2 separate regions of the Sus scrofa genome follow, and region 1 is linked to region 2. Evidence: chromatin contacts called from public Hi-C data. All regions are on one chromosome and are shown on one strand. The core of a region is the stretch at or near the end of the contact, and the rest is flanking DNA. Distances in the headings are between cores, read along the strand shown.

What was found. Hi-C and Micro-C count contacts between places; a contact is called where the count stands out from the background.
Region 1: a Hi-C map of mesenteric adipose tissue shows a contact between it and region 2, with 5 times the contacts expected there. The contact joins two enhancer-like sites. A contact is called at or near these places in 5 of 47 Hi-C or Micro-C datasets (heart right ventricle, liver, mesenteric adipose tissue and 2 more).

What each region holds. Positions count from the first base shown.
Region 1 is chr15:135,616,367-135,622,099 of Sscrofa11.1, forward strand. The region is part of intron 1 of AGAP1 (arf-GAP with GTPase, ANK repeat and PH domain-containing protein 1); the gene reads left to right. Among named protein-coding and RNA genes, the nearest start is that of AGAP1, 180 kb to the left of the region's middle. Within about 2 kb of position 2,920, at least 4 of the 83 cell types and tissues checked have an H3K27ac peak or open chromatin away from gene starts, as enhancers often do. A contact at or near this core is called in mesenteric adipose tissue and omental adipose tissue, where this site is marked.
Region 2 is chr15:134,580,405-134,586,303 of Sscrofa11.1, forward strand. No RefSeq gene overlaps it. Among named protein-coding and RNA genes, the nearest start is that of ARL4C, 39 kb to the right of the region's middle. Within about 2 kb of position 1,852, at least 26 of the 83 cell types and tissues checked have an H3K27ac peak or open chromatin away from gene starts, as enhancers often do. A contact at or near this core is called in mesenteric adipose tissue and omental adipose tissue, where this site is marked.

The DNA of each region.
Region 1 (5,733 bases), core at 1,670-4,169, 1.0 Mb after region 2:
CTCCTGTGGGGTCCTGGCCTCAAGACAGGTAGGGCCAGGTGGGAAAAGAGGGGCTCCCACAGTCCACAGCCTGAGCTCCTGACGCTGGCATCTTATGTTGGCCACAGCGGAGGAAGAGTAAGAAATGCCCCAGGGGCTGGTTGGAAGGGCGGACTCTGACCTTCTGATCGGGTGGGTCGGGTCGTTCGCACCTGTGGCCGGTTTTGCTGAGCGTCCCAGGTGAGGTGGGGTGGGGGCTCGTGGAGGAACACGGAGAGGGAGGGCGGTGGCCCGCCTGGCCTGGCACCCAGGGCAGGGAGAGCCTGTCCCAGAGCTGGTGAGGTGGCGCGTGAACCTGCCTGTCCTCAACTTCAAGTTCAGTCTACGTCTCTGGGAAGCACGGATCCGTTTTCTCTCCGCACTGCCTCGTTCTGCCTGCAAAGGCTCGCTCCTCTTTGACGGTGGGGTTGGGGACACGGCTCGGATCGTCAGTGTCGGAAAGCGAGACCCGTGAACACGGCAGATCCCGCCCAGCTCTGCCTCTGCAGAAGGGCGCAGGTGCTCACCCAGCGCGCGGAAGCCGAGACCCTCCCTGTTTATCCCTAACGCGGGGGTGCACCTGTGCCCTGCCCGGGGGTCAGGGCAGGGCGCACATTCTTCTCGGGGGTCTCGTTGAAACAGGTTGTTCCTGGGAGAAGAGGGAAAGAGGAGGGGGTCGCAGGAGGGTGTTTCAGTCGAAACCTGAGCGGAATGGAGTCGCCAAGATTTCCTTTGATAGATGAGACATCCTGTTCCTTTGCACAGTGGCGAGGTCCCCTGTCTGGAGGGCAGGTTTCCTCCTAAGGGTCTTTGGGTTTTACTTTCTGAAATCACTTGTCTGCAAACCCGAGCAACTGTGGTGGAAGCACGGCCTGTGTGGCCGAATTCCCTCCCTAAAGAGGACGTGGGCCTTTATTCACCAGACCGTCTCTGCTCCTAGAAAGCCCCCGTCCAGGGAGCAGGGATCCTGGCGCCGGTGGGAGGGGTGGGGGCGGGAGGACAGGAGAACTGAAAACGCAAGCCCTCTTCCTGTCATTGCCGTCCCCCTCCAGGTCCACTCCCGAGACTGCCCTTCGTCACTAACCACGTCCATGAGGCGTACAGTTAGGCCCCTAGATTGCTGCTTATTCTTACGTGCTGCTCATTTTTAGCACGAAATGCCCGGGAAGGAAGTCCAGCCACAGCTTTGATGCTTTTCTGAGCGTCAGAGGGTAACCGCTTGGCCAGGGCTCAGTGGAAATGGCGTAATGAAGGGGTGAGTTCCCTGGGCCACCTCCCCCCACCCCGTTGGCCACAGCGGGCTGCGGCTTCATACGGGATCTCAGCTCTCAGGCCAGGGATGGAAGCTGGGGCTGCAGCGGTGAAAGTGCCAAGCCCCACCCACTCGACCACCAGGGAACTCCCTCTTGGTGGATCTTAACCCAGCCCTCCTAGTTCCTGCTGGCCCCAAAAGGGCAATGTCTTCTGTAACCATTTTTATGCCCTGCAATGACACAAACTCGGAGATGTGGGAGGAAAAGGCTAGACAACACGTACTTTTTTTTTTTTAAGCTACTTTGCAAAATCCTAGCAGCTTTAAGACTCGAATCTTTGCCTTTTGATCCATCAAGTCAAGCAAAGAGAGTGTTGAAAGAATACAAAATGCTATGGTGGCACCAAGGGGAAAACGGCGGGGGGGGCAGGGGGGGCTTTCTGCCCGAGGTCACATTGCTATGATGTCATCTCCTTGCTGGACCACTTCCTCACCTGTGTTGCCAGTATTTTAGGAATTAGGTGATCGGGCCTTGAGGCTTGATGGGCGACGAGGAGCTGACGGAGCCCCTGGGAGGCAGGCCTGTGTCTTGCCCACCCATGCCCATTGTGTTTCTCTCTTTGGCCCAAGGGGGGGTTGTTAGTTGTTAAAGGGAGCGTGGACGCCTTTCACGTCCGAGTGTGCCTGTGTTGTGTGTGCTGTAACGAGGGCCTTCCATTTCCTGGTTCGGTTCATGGTTCTGCATGTAAATAATTTCGAAAACAGACCAGAGCCCTGTCCCTCAGTCATGAGCAAATGGAGGTTAGGGAAGGAATTTGCAGTCTGGATGGATTTTAAGAAAGTCGGGGCACAAGAAACAGCCCAGTTCTCCCGGGAAAGTAAACAGCGGGGAGCTTTCTTATCAGATTTGTTGCCCTTTCTTTCTGCAGCTCCCTGCCTAGCTGTCCTTGGTCTGTGCTCCCCTCTGTCAGTGTGGGTGGGTATTTGCATTCCTTGGGGTCCAGAGTCTTGTCCTTGTCACCTGGAGGAGCCAGGGTGGGGCTGGAGGTGGCCCTGTCCCGCGGGGCGGCTCAGAACAGTTTCTCTGCTGGGGGGAGGGCTTTTCTCTGGAAGAAGCCTGCATCCTTTGTAGCTGAATTGCCTTCAAAAGAACAGGGAGGGGACCTGGGGACGTCTGGGCAGCAAGCACTTGAGAGGCTGTCCTGAGCCCCGTGGAGGTGTTAGCTGTGCGTGTCCTCTGGAGAGGGGGCGGCAGGGAGCACGGAGTGTGCTGGGGGCGGGGGCGCAGGGCGTGGGAGGGGGACCGCAGCCGAGGCCTCTTCCTCTGACACTGGGGTGGGAGCAGCTTCTACTGTCTGCAAGTTGTCTGAGCCCTTCTGGGTGGGTGGGGGGCTGTGCGCTGGCCCTTGCCCTTGGGAAACGGCTGAAGATGCTGAGGAGGAAGGAGGGCTGCTCGGAGGAGGAGGAGGAGCCCGGCCTAGAGAAAGGGCTTCCTCCTGATGTTTGTGTGATCCTGCATCCCTCCTGCATCGTGTGCTCAGGCGGCCTAGGCACGTCCCAGGTCACACCCTCTGCTCGGAAGTCAGGGCGGCGGAGCCGACGGCACCGCAGTGGTCCAGGGGCACCGTGTCCAGTGCCAGGATCCCTGTGCTGGGCCAAGGCCCAATGGAATGAGCAGGTGCCCAGCCCTCTGCCCTGGCTGACCGAGGCTCTCGGTTCTCCCGGGCCAGGCAGCGCCAGGAGCTGGCTCTCCCACCGCCTCTGAATGAGCTGTGTGTGTGTGTGTGTGTGTGTGTTACTCAGGGACCTGCGTGGTCAGCGGAGCTGGGTCCAAAACAGGACCTCAGTGTGGTGGTGTTGATACGTACGGGCCGGGCCCAGCACCTCCTTAATTTTATTTAATTGTGTGTGTGGGTGTGTGTGTATTTTTTACATTTTTAAGACAATTTTTTCAGAGTAGTTTTAGGTTTATGACAAAAATGAAAGGGAATTACAGAAATTTCCTCCTCCCCGCCATGCCCAGCCTCCCACCGCCAGCATCACTCACCAGAATATAGTGCCTTTCGTACCGAGAGGATGAACCAAGTTCACATGGCAAAATCACCCCAGATCTGTATTTTACCATCGGGTTCACTGTTTAGTTGTGTATTTTAAAAGACTGTTGGGACTAGTGAAAGTCGATTGTTTTTACTTACCCGTGTTTTATGTGAACGCACAGACTGCTGAAGACATCGTAAACGGATGAGCCAGATGTCCTGAATTTCACTTTTCTTGTGGCTCAGCACTCACTGTCCAAAGCCCAAGCCCCCTTTCCTCCGAGAGCGTAGACCTGGCAGCTTCGGCCTCACGCAGCATCACAGCAGCAGTGTGTGTTGTGTGGTTTCAGCGCGTTTTCACATCCTGAGCCTCCCTGCACGTCCTCTTAATATAGGATTAAACTTGCAAGGAATTCAGCTGGCATCCACGTGTAGCTATTTAGAATTCCCTTTCTTCAGTCCTAAAATAATCCACCCTGCCTCTGACCTGCGGGCACACCTGGGTGACAGCAGGGGGTTGGCGTCTTCTCCTTCTACTTCTGATATTTTGGTTGTCAACCAAGCTGAGAATTTCTGCTGAAAAGTCATAACATTCTCTAACCCCCCCCATGTTGAGTAATTTTGGTTTCCCACCCCCTCGCATCGCTCCTGATAAAAGTTCCCTGTTCCCTGATCTTGGTGTTTTTTGAGAGCTTCTCTTCAATATTATGATTTAAATGTAAAAGAGAAAATATAATCTGAAGCGGGTGCGTGTTAATGATAAGAAATGATGGAAGGTCTTCTCCTAACAGTTCTGACGGCCTGGGGCCTTGCTGGCCTCCTGACCACAGCGACAGGAGCCCCAGTGTCCCGGGACTGGCTAAAAGCTGTCAGTCAGGGGTGACTGGTGAGGTTTTAGTCCAAATTCAAATTCAGTGGCACTTCCATCAGCGCGTGAGAACGCGTTTTCTTTCTTTCTTTCTTTTTTCTTTTTAGGGCCGCACCCTCAGCCTATGGAGGTTCCCAGGCTAGGGTTCACATCAGTGCTACAGCTGCCGGCCTACACCACAGCCACAGCCACGTGGGCTCCAAGCTGCATCTGCGACCTACACCACAGCTCGTAGCAACGGCAGATCCTTAACCCATTGAGCGAGGCCAGGGATCGAACCCGTATCCTCACAGATACGCGTTGGACTTGTTTCCGCTGCGCCATGGTGGGCGCTCCGGGAATGCATTCTCTTAATGTTATTCCGCTCTAGTAGGGGGAACTGAATGGGGCACCAAGTGGCCTCTCCTGCAGTGGGACACATCTTTGGTGACTTGAGATCACTGGTGAACACGCGGGCACGGAGGGCTCCCGGATGTGTGCTCCCGACGTGCGTGTTCATTCTTTAATGTCGCTGCGCCTGGAGCGTGAAATGGGGCAGCCGGCCAGTCTGGTCCTCACTGGTCACCCCCTGACTCTTCTAGGGGCTCTGCCTTCATCTCTGTCACCCTCACTTAGCGAGGCAAGCCCCCAGAAGGGCCAATCGAGAAGTGGCATGAAGGAGCTGCTGCTGTGTGCGTCTCCTGATAAATCTCAGGTTACTTTTCTTTCTGTTTTCCTTCACTTTTTAGGGCTGCACCCGTGGCATATGGAGAGTCCCCAGGCTGGGGTCGAATCAGAGCTACAGCCACTGGCCTAGGTCACAGCCACAGGCCTAGGCCACAGCCACAGCAACGTGGGATCCAAGCCACTTCTGCGACCTACAGCACAGCTCACGGCCACGCCGGATCTTTAATCCACTGGAGGCCAGGGATTGAACCCACGTCCTTATGGATGGCGGTTGGATCCTTAACCCCCTGAGCCACAACGGGAACTCCTCAGGTTACTTTTCATTGAGCCTCTTCTGAGGCAGCGTTTCCTCCTGGCCCAGCAATGAGGGAGGGGATGGAGGGTTTTAAAAGTAAATTTTTTTTTTTTTTTTAAAATTCAAGATGTATTTTTTGGGTCAGTGAAGTCAAGCATTGATTTTACTACTCTAGTTGCCACACAAATGTGTTCGATTCGAGGAAAGATCTATTTGCGAGTAAAAAGGCAGCATGCGTTGTTCCAGTGTTTAAATACTCACGCATCTGAATTTAATGGAGCCCTGTGTAATTTATAACGCCTATGCACCAGTCGTTGTGATAAGCCGTCTTTTGGTGGCATGTGCTTAAAAGCTGAGCCGTGCATTCTTGAGTCGTGTTCATTTTAATTCCCACTTTACTCTCTTCATTTTCCTATTAGGGTTATTAAAAACGCTATCACTGCATTTGTTTTGTTTTACATGCCAGGTGGTGTAAAATTTGAAAGGTACCAACAGGTAACAATGAAAAGAAAGCCCCCTTACCCCCTTGTCCCCAGGCCACCCGGTTCCCCAACCCTAGATCAGCAACTGTGAAGTTTTTAATCCTGCGGGAAGTGTT
Region 2 (5,899 bases), core at 602-3,101:
TCGATCTCTGGCCTTGATCAGTGGGTTAAGGGTCCAGGTTTGCTGCAAGCTGCAGCATAGGCTGAAGATGTGGCTCAGATCCGGCGTTGCCGTGGCTGTGGTGCAGGCCGGTGGCTACAACTCCGTTTCCACCCCTAGTCTGGGAACTCCCATATGCTGCAGGTGCAGTCCTAAAACAAACAAACAGACAAAGTAGCAAATGTAGGTTTAAGAACCAAACCTCATGATGACAATGGTAGCGGGCTGAGTCATGGCTCTTAGAGACATGAGGTCCTAGTCCCTACAAACTGTGAATGCGACTTGGTTTGATGAAAGAGTCTTTTCAATGAGATTAAAGATTCCGAGATGGCTTCTGGATGATCCAGGTGAGTCTTTAGCATAATCACAAGGACCCTGATAAGAGAGAGACATGAAGGGACATTTCCTCACGGAGAGGAGGAGGAGGCTGTGTGACGGGGAGGAGGCAACCGAGGGGATGTGGCCACAAGCCAAGCAGTGCTGGCGGCCCCCCGAAGCTGAAGCCGGTTGGGAACAGGAACGGATTCTACCCTGGAGCCCCTGGCGGGAGCACAGCACTGCCTGCATCCTGATCTCAGCCGAGCTGAACTGATTGTGGACTGCTGAACTCCAGCATGTGAAGGAATTCATTCCTGCTGCTTTAAACCACCACATTTGGTGGCCACGGGAAAGACAGACAACAACTGATGACTCGGGCAGGGCCTCTTGGGGTCTCAAGCAAAGAACATTCCTAATGGCTCCTCAGGAAAGCAGCTCTGTTAGGACAGCTCGTGGGACGTGTACAGAAAGCTCCAAGAGTCAGGGACGTGAAGAAGGCAAGTCTGGGCATCTGGGCAGAGGTCCCAGTGAGGGATGCTACCCGTGTGTGGTGAAATAATGAAGCTCCAGCAATGGGCTTCTCCTTGTCAGATACATCCTCTGTACCAGACTCTGTACGATCCTTACACACCATTCAGTCTTCACAAAAGCCTGGAACAGCCTGGCCAAGCCACTCATCTAAGGTAAGGCAGTTAGTGGCCAGGACTCTGATTCTTACTGCACTAGACTTTTTTTCCATTGCATCAACCTGGCTCCTTTTAGAAATACACATACCATCTCTTTACCACGGAACTTGGAGGCACAGAAAACAGTGAGCCACGTTTTCATGGAATTTCTTTTCTTCCTTTTTCTTTTTTTCTTTTCTTTTCTTTTTTTTTTTTTTTTTTTTGCTTTTTTAGGGCCACACCTGTGGCATATGGAGGTTCCCAGGCTAGAGGTCAAATTGGAGCTGCAGCTACCAGCCTACACCACAGCCACAGCCACGCCAGATCAGAGCTGCATCTGTGACCTACACCACAGCTCCCACCAACACTGGATCCTTAACCCACTGAGCAAGACCAGGGATCGAACCCGAATCCTTGCGGATACTAGTCAGGTTTGTTACGGCTCTGCCACCATGGGAACTCCCTTTGACGGAATTTCTTAAAGCCCGGTTCTCCATACTAAGATTTCCCCAAACCATGGGAACTAACCCTGAGCTTAGCAGCTTTTAGCCTCGCCTGAGTCATGCCTTCATTGTCACACGACGTTTGCCGTTTTGCAGGGTCAGCGCTCAATCAGGCATCCTTGAGAAGGTCAGGGTGGCGTCACTATTGTCCAGCTCCACCTGTAAGTCAGTTCTTTCCCTGGATGTGTTTTCTCAATCTTCCCCTTCTGTCAACAAACATCGAACACCTTGTTATAGAAAAGCCAAACTGCTGCCTGAAAGGCTGCTCTGGAGAGTCCATATTCTGATGCGTCAGCTTCAAACGGATTTCATCACAGTTATGGGACTTAGAGCGGTGTCCTGGCCAACATCCCTGGTCCCACCCCTGCGCGAGTCAGCGGCCCCAGGGTAGCTGAATCACCCCGCCCATGGTTCATGCCACCGCAGCGCTGCAAACTAAACACATTCTTTCCACGTTAGCCTGAGGGTTAAAAAAAGAAGCCATGCTCGAGAGGAGAGAGACAATTTTGAAATGAGCGCTAGAAAGAAAATGTAAAAGAAACAAGACCTCAGCCGACCGTGTGCTGATGGGCCTGACCGACTTCCTGCCTCTCTGACTTCTGGCGCAGCGGCCTCGGAAAGTGGGGGGTTTCCACTCAAGGCTGGGGGTCCAGGCCCGGGGGCAGGAGGGCCAGAACTCACTGGGATGTGGCAGGGACTTCAGCTCCCTGTAACAACGATGAAGGCCTGTTCAGAGGGGAGCTCTAAGATCTGCACTAAAATGCCCCCCTTCCTTCTTAGGAAACTTGCCCACCTCTCGCCCCTTGCTCCTTATGTTTGAGTTCCCATTTACTGGGGCTTCCGCTGCTGGATGTCGCTGCAAACCAGAGCAAGACACATGGGTGACCCTGAAAGGCTAACTAACCTCTGACGCTGCTCAGACTAAGGTTTAGGAATGAGGAGAGACGGGCCCGCCTAAGGGAAGCAGAGGAAGACAGAGGCTGAGGGTCTCTCCGGATGTCCTGGGTGGGGGGGGTCCCTCTCTTCACCCAAACTTGTGTGTTCTCTCAGCAAAGGGAAAGCCCTGCGGGCCAGGACCTGTGCTCCTGGGAAGACAGGATCCTAACTGCTAGCTTCCTGCCCTTGGGGTGGGTGGCCTTCTGGGTCCTTGATCAGGGCCTACCTCCAAGGGGACGTCAGGTGTTCTCTGTCTGCCCTACACCCCCTGCTCCCCAAGGCCACCTGGTTCCTCGTTGCCCTCCCTCCTCCTCCTCCTCCTCCTCCTCCCGCAGAGAACCCGCAGAGATCCACTCTCTCCCCCCGTCTGAGTGGGGGTCTGAGGTCCTCTTCCGGTGCTCAGTCCTGCACTGCACATGCCTCACCCGGCAGGTTGCTCCCCGTTCTCTTCTTTGTCTTTGAACCACAGGCAGTTGCCTCTTCAGTGCCCCATGCGGTTTAGTGGAGCCCTTCCTCGTCAATGGCACAGGGCAGTGATAAACACAGCACTTAGAAGTTTGGACCATTCCATCATGCAGCAGAAGAAGACGCTTTATTGGACTGGAGTGTGTTCCCCGCTTCTGCCACCCGCCCCCCACCAATACCTCTGTCCTTGGGACCTCTGACCTTATTTGTAAACCGGGTCTTTGCAGACGTAATTAGTGGATACAGGGTCATTATGAGTTGAAGGTGGGTCCTGAATTCAATGACCAGCCTCCTTGTAAGAAGGTCGTGTGAGGACACGGGGATACACGGATACACGGATACACAGAGACGGAGGCTGAAGCGATGGGGGCACAGCTTCCAGAAGCCGGGAGAGGCCTGGAAGAGACTCTTCCTCAGAGCCTCTGGGAGGAACGGAGCCTTGATTTGGGCTTCTGGCCTCCAGGAGAGAAGCACCCGGTTTGCGGTGCTGTGCCACGGGTGTCACGGCCGCCCTGGGGACCTAACACACCGGGTCACCAGATGCTAGGGCTGCGTCCCTCAGCACCGGGCTCTCTTCCTTTACCTCATCTCACCGCAAAGCCCACGACCGCAGACAGGGTCCAGCGCCACGACTCTCATTCCTGAGCAGCCGTGTGGAAAGTAACAGAATATCTTTTCTAGCAAAAGAAATCTTGGTAGCTCCATTTTGCTCTGGCTTCGGCTGAAACACCCTGCGACCCCCTCCTCTTTACCCCTTTTCCCAGCAACAATTTATTTCAGTTAGCCAACCGGGAAGAATGTGTGCCCTGCCCTGACCCAGGGAAGGGGACAGGCCCATCACCTGCGCTAGGGATCAATAGGGGAGGGTCCTTTGTTCAGCACGCGTGCCTTTTGGAGCACCTGCGCCCTTCTGCAGAAGGAAAGAGCCTTGCCGAGATTTCTCCTTGTCCACGTGTCTCACTTTCCGACGCTGATGACCCAAGCCAGAGTTATCTTAATTTCCAGCAGCAGGAACGGCCACGTGGAAGGCAGCTGCATCCTCCCCCGTGGCGAGCCTGAGGAAACTTCCAGTCTGAAATAAGGAACGGTAAGCTTTTTCGTGGCGGGGATTACTGGGTAGGGGAGCCCTTTTCTCCTTCCTTCGACCACTCAGGGGTTGAAAACTCTTTTGCAGCAGAAATTTCAGCGGTAGCTTGAATGTTTAATTTTTCCACCTACTGAGCTGCAAGGGTAACAGAAAACCATACAGGGAACAGGGGTAGGACTGCTCCTTCAGGAAAACGGCTAACGGTCCCCACACCATCCACCCTCTCTCAGAAATGTCCTGTGACTGCAAGGAAATGAACGGTGTGGGCACAAGGTGAGTTTCCGCCCAGCAAACTCAAGGAAGGCTCTAAGTCAGCCCCTGCCACGACCCTGGCCCTTCCTTCCATTCAAGTACCAACCAGGCCTAATCCTGCTTAGCCGTTTTTCTTTCTTAGATAATGAGTTTTACTTTTTCCATTATACCTGGTTTACAGTGTTTTGTTGTGGAAAGTATCCTAATGTCTCGTCTATCGAAGGAAATCTTGGTGACTCCATTCCGCTCTGGTTTCGGCTGAAACGCCCTCCTGCCACACCCTCCTCTTTCCCTCTTCTCCCAGGAACAAGCTGTTTCAACGAGCCCCCCGAGAAGAATGTGCGCCCTGCCCTGACCCCCGGGCAGGGGACAGGTGCACCCCCGTTAGGGATAAACAGGGAGGGTCTCGGCTTCCGCGCGCTGGGTGAGCACCCGCGCCCTTCTGCAGAGGCAGAGCTGGGCGGGACCTGCCGTGTTCACGGGTCTCGCTTTCCCACACTGACGATCCGAGCCACGTCCCCAACACTGTCAATTTTCTACTATACAGCATGGTGACCCAGTCACGCATACTGTATACATGCTTTTTTTCTCACATTATCCTGCTCCATCCTAAGTGACTAGATATAGTTCCCAGTGCTATACAGCAGGATCTCATTGCTTATCCATTCCAAAGGCAATAGTTTGCATCTGTTAACCTCAAATTCCCTTTTTAATGCATCTCTTTGCAATACAGTCTAGAGCAATCGGTGTGTGTGTGTGTGTCTCTGTGTGTGTGTGTGTGTGTGTTCTTCCCGCTGTGTGGACCAGAGGCTGTGAGTTCAGAAGGGCTGAAATGCTTCCTTTGACGAACCTGATGAGCTGCTGTGGAATGCCAGCCTCCGGAAGCCTCTCTGCTCCGTGCCTGGTAATCCTCTATTGAGAGCTGAAAATGAGGTTTCGCTTTTTTTTCTTCTTCTTTACATTGGTTAAAGGAGCATTACTCTTTTTTTTTTTTTTTTTTTGGCCTGCAGTGTCTCTGCAAGTTATTTTTTGGCCCATTAAAACCATCTTTCTGCTTAGCACGTGGGTTTTCCCATTTCACAAGATGATTAACCATGGACTGTCCTTTGTTCAAAAGGGGGAGGCTCGCCCCTCAGACAATGAGTGTGCTCTGGAGATAAGCCGGGCTCAAAGTTCCACCCACCTCTGTCTTGTCTCTCCTGTGTTTGCCCTTTTTGGCTTTAAGTTTCCAAAGCCCAGGCTGCCGCTGCTGCTGCTGCCACCGCTGAATCACTTGTGAATCCCCAGCGCGGTGGCAGCGAAGAGCAGCCCTTGCTTTTGTTTTCTGGTGACCAGCTCGGCTGGGGGATGGGTTCGGGGGATGGGCTCAGTGGGCTGAACCGAACTTTTTTTTTTCCTTCCAAAAACTCTTTTCTACATTCCTTTGAGGCAAGCAGGGGGTAAACGGTTTCATTCTCACTCAACTCGATGGAGGAAATAAACGCAGTATAAAAGGATGAGTGGAGAAGGGGTGGTGGGGAGAGAAGCCTCTGGAATCCTTCCTGTGCTTCCTCACATCAGAAGGTCTCAAAGCCCTCCGTGTTCTTTCCCTCCTGAGGGGCTGAACCTGAAAGAATGTCTTTTTTTTTTTCTTTTAGGGTCGCACCCTTTGCATG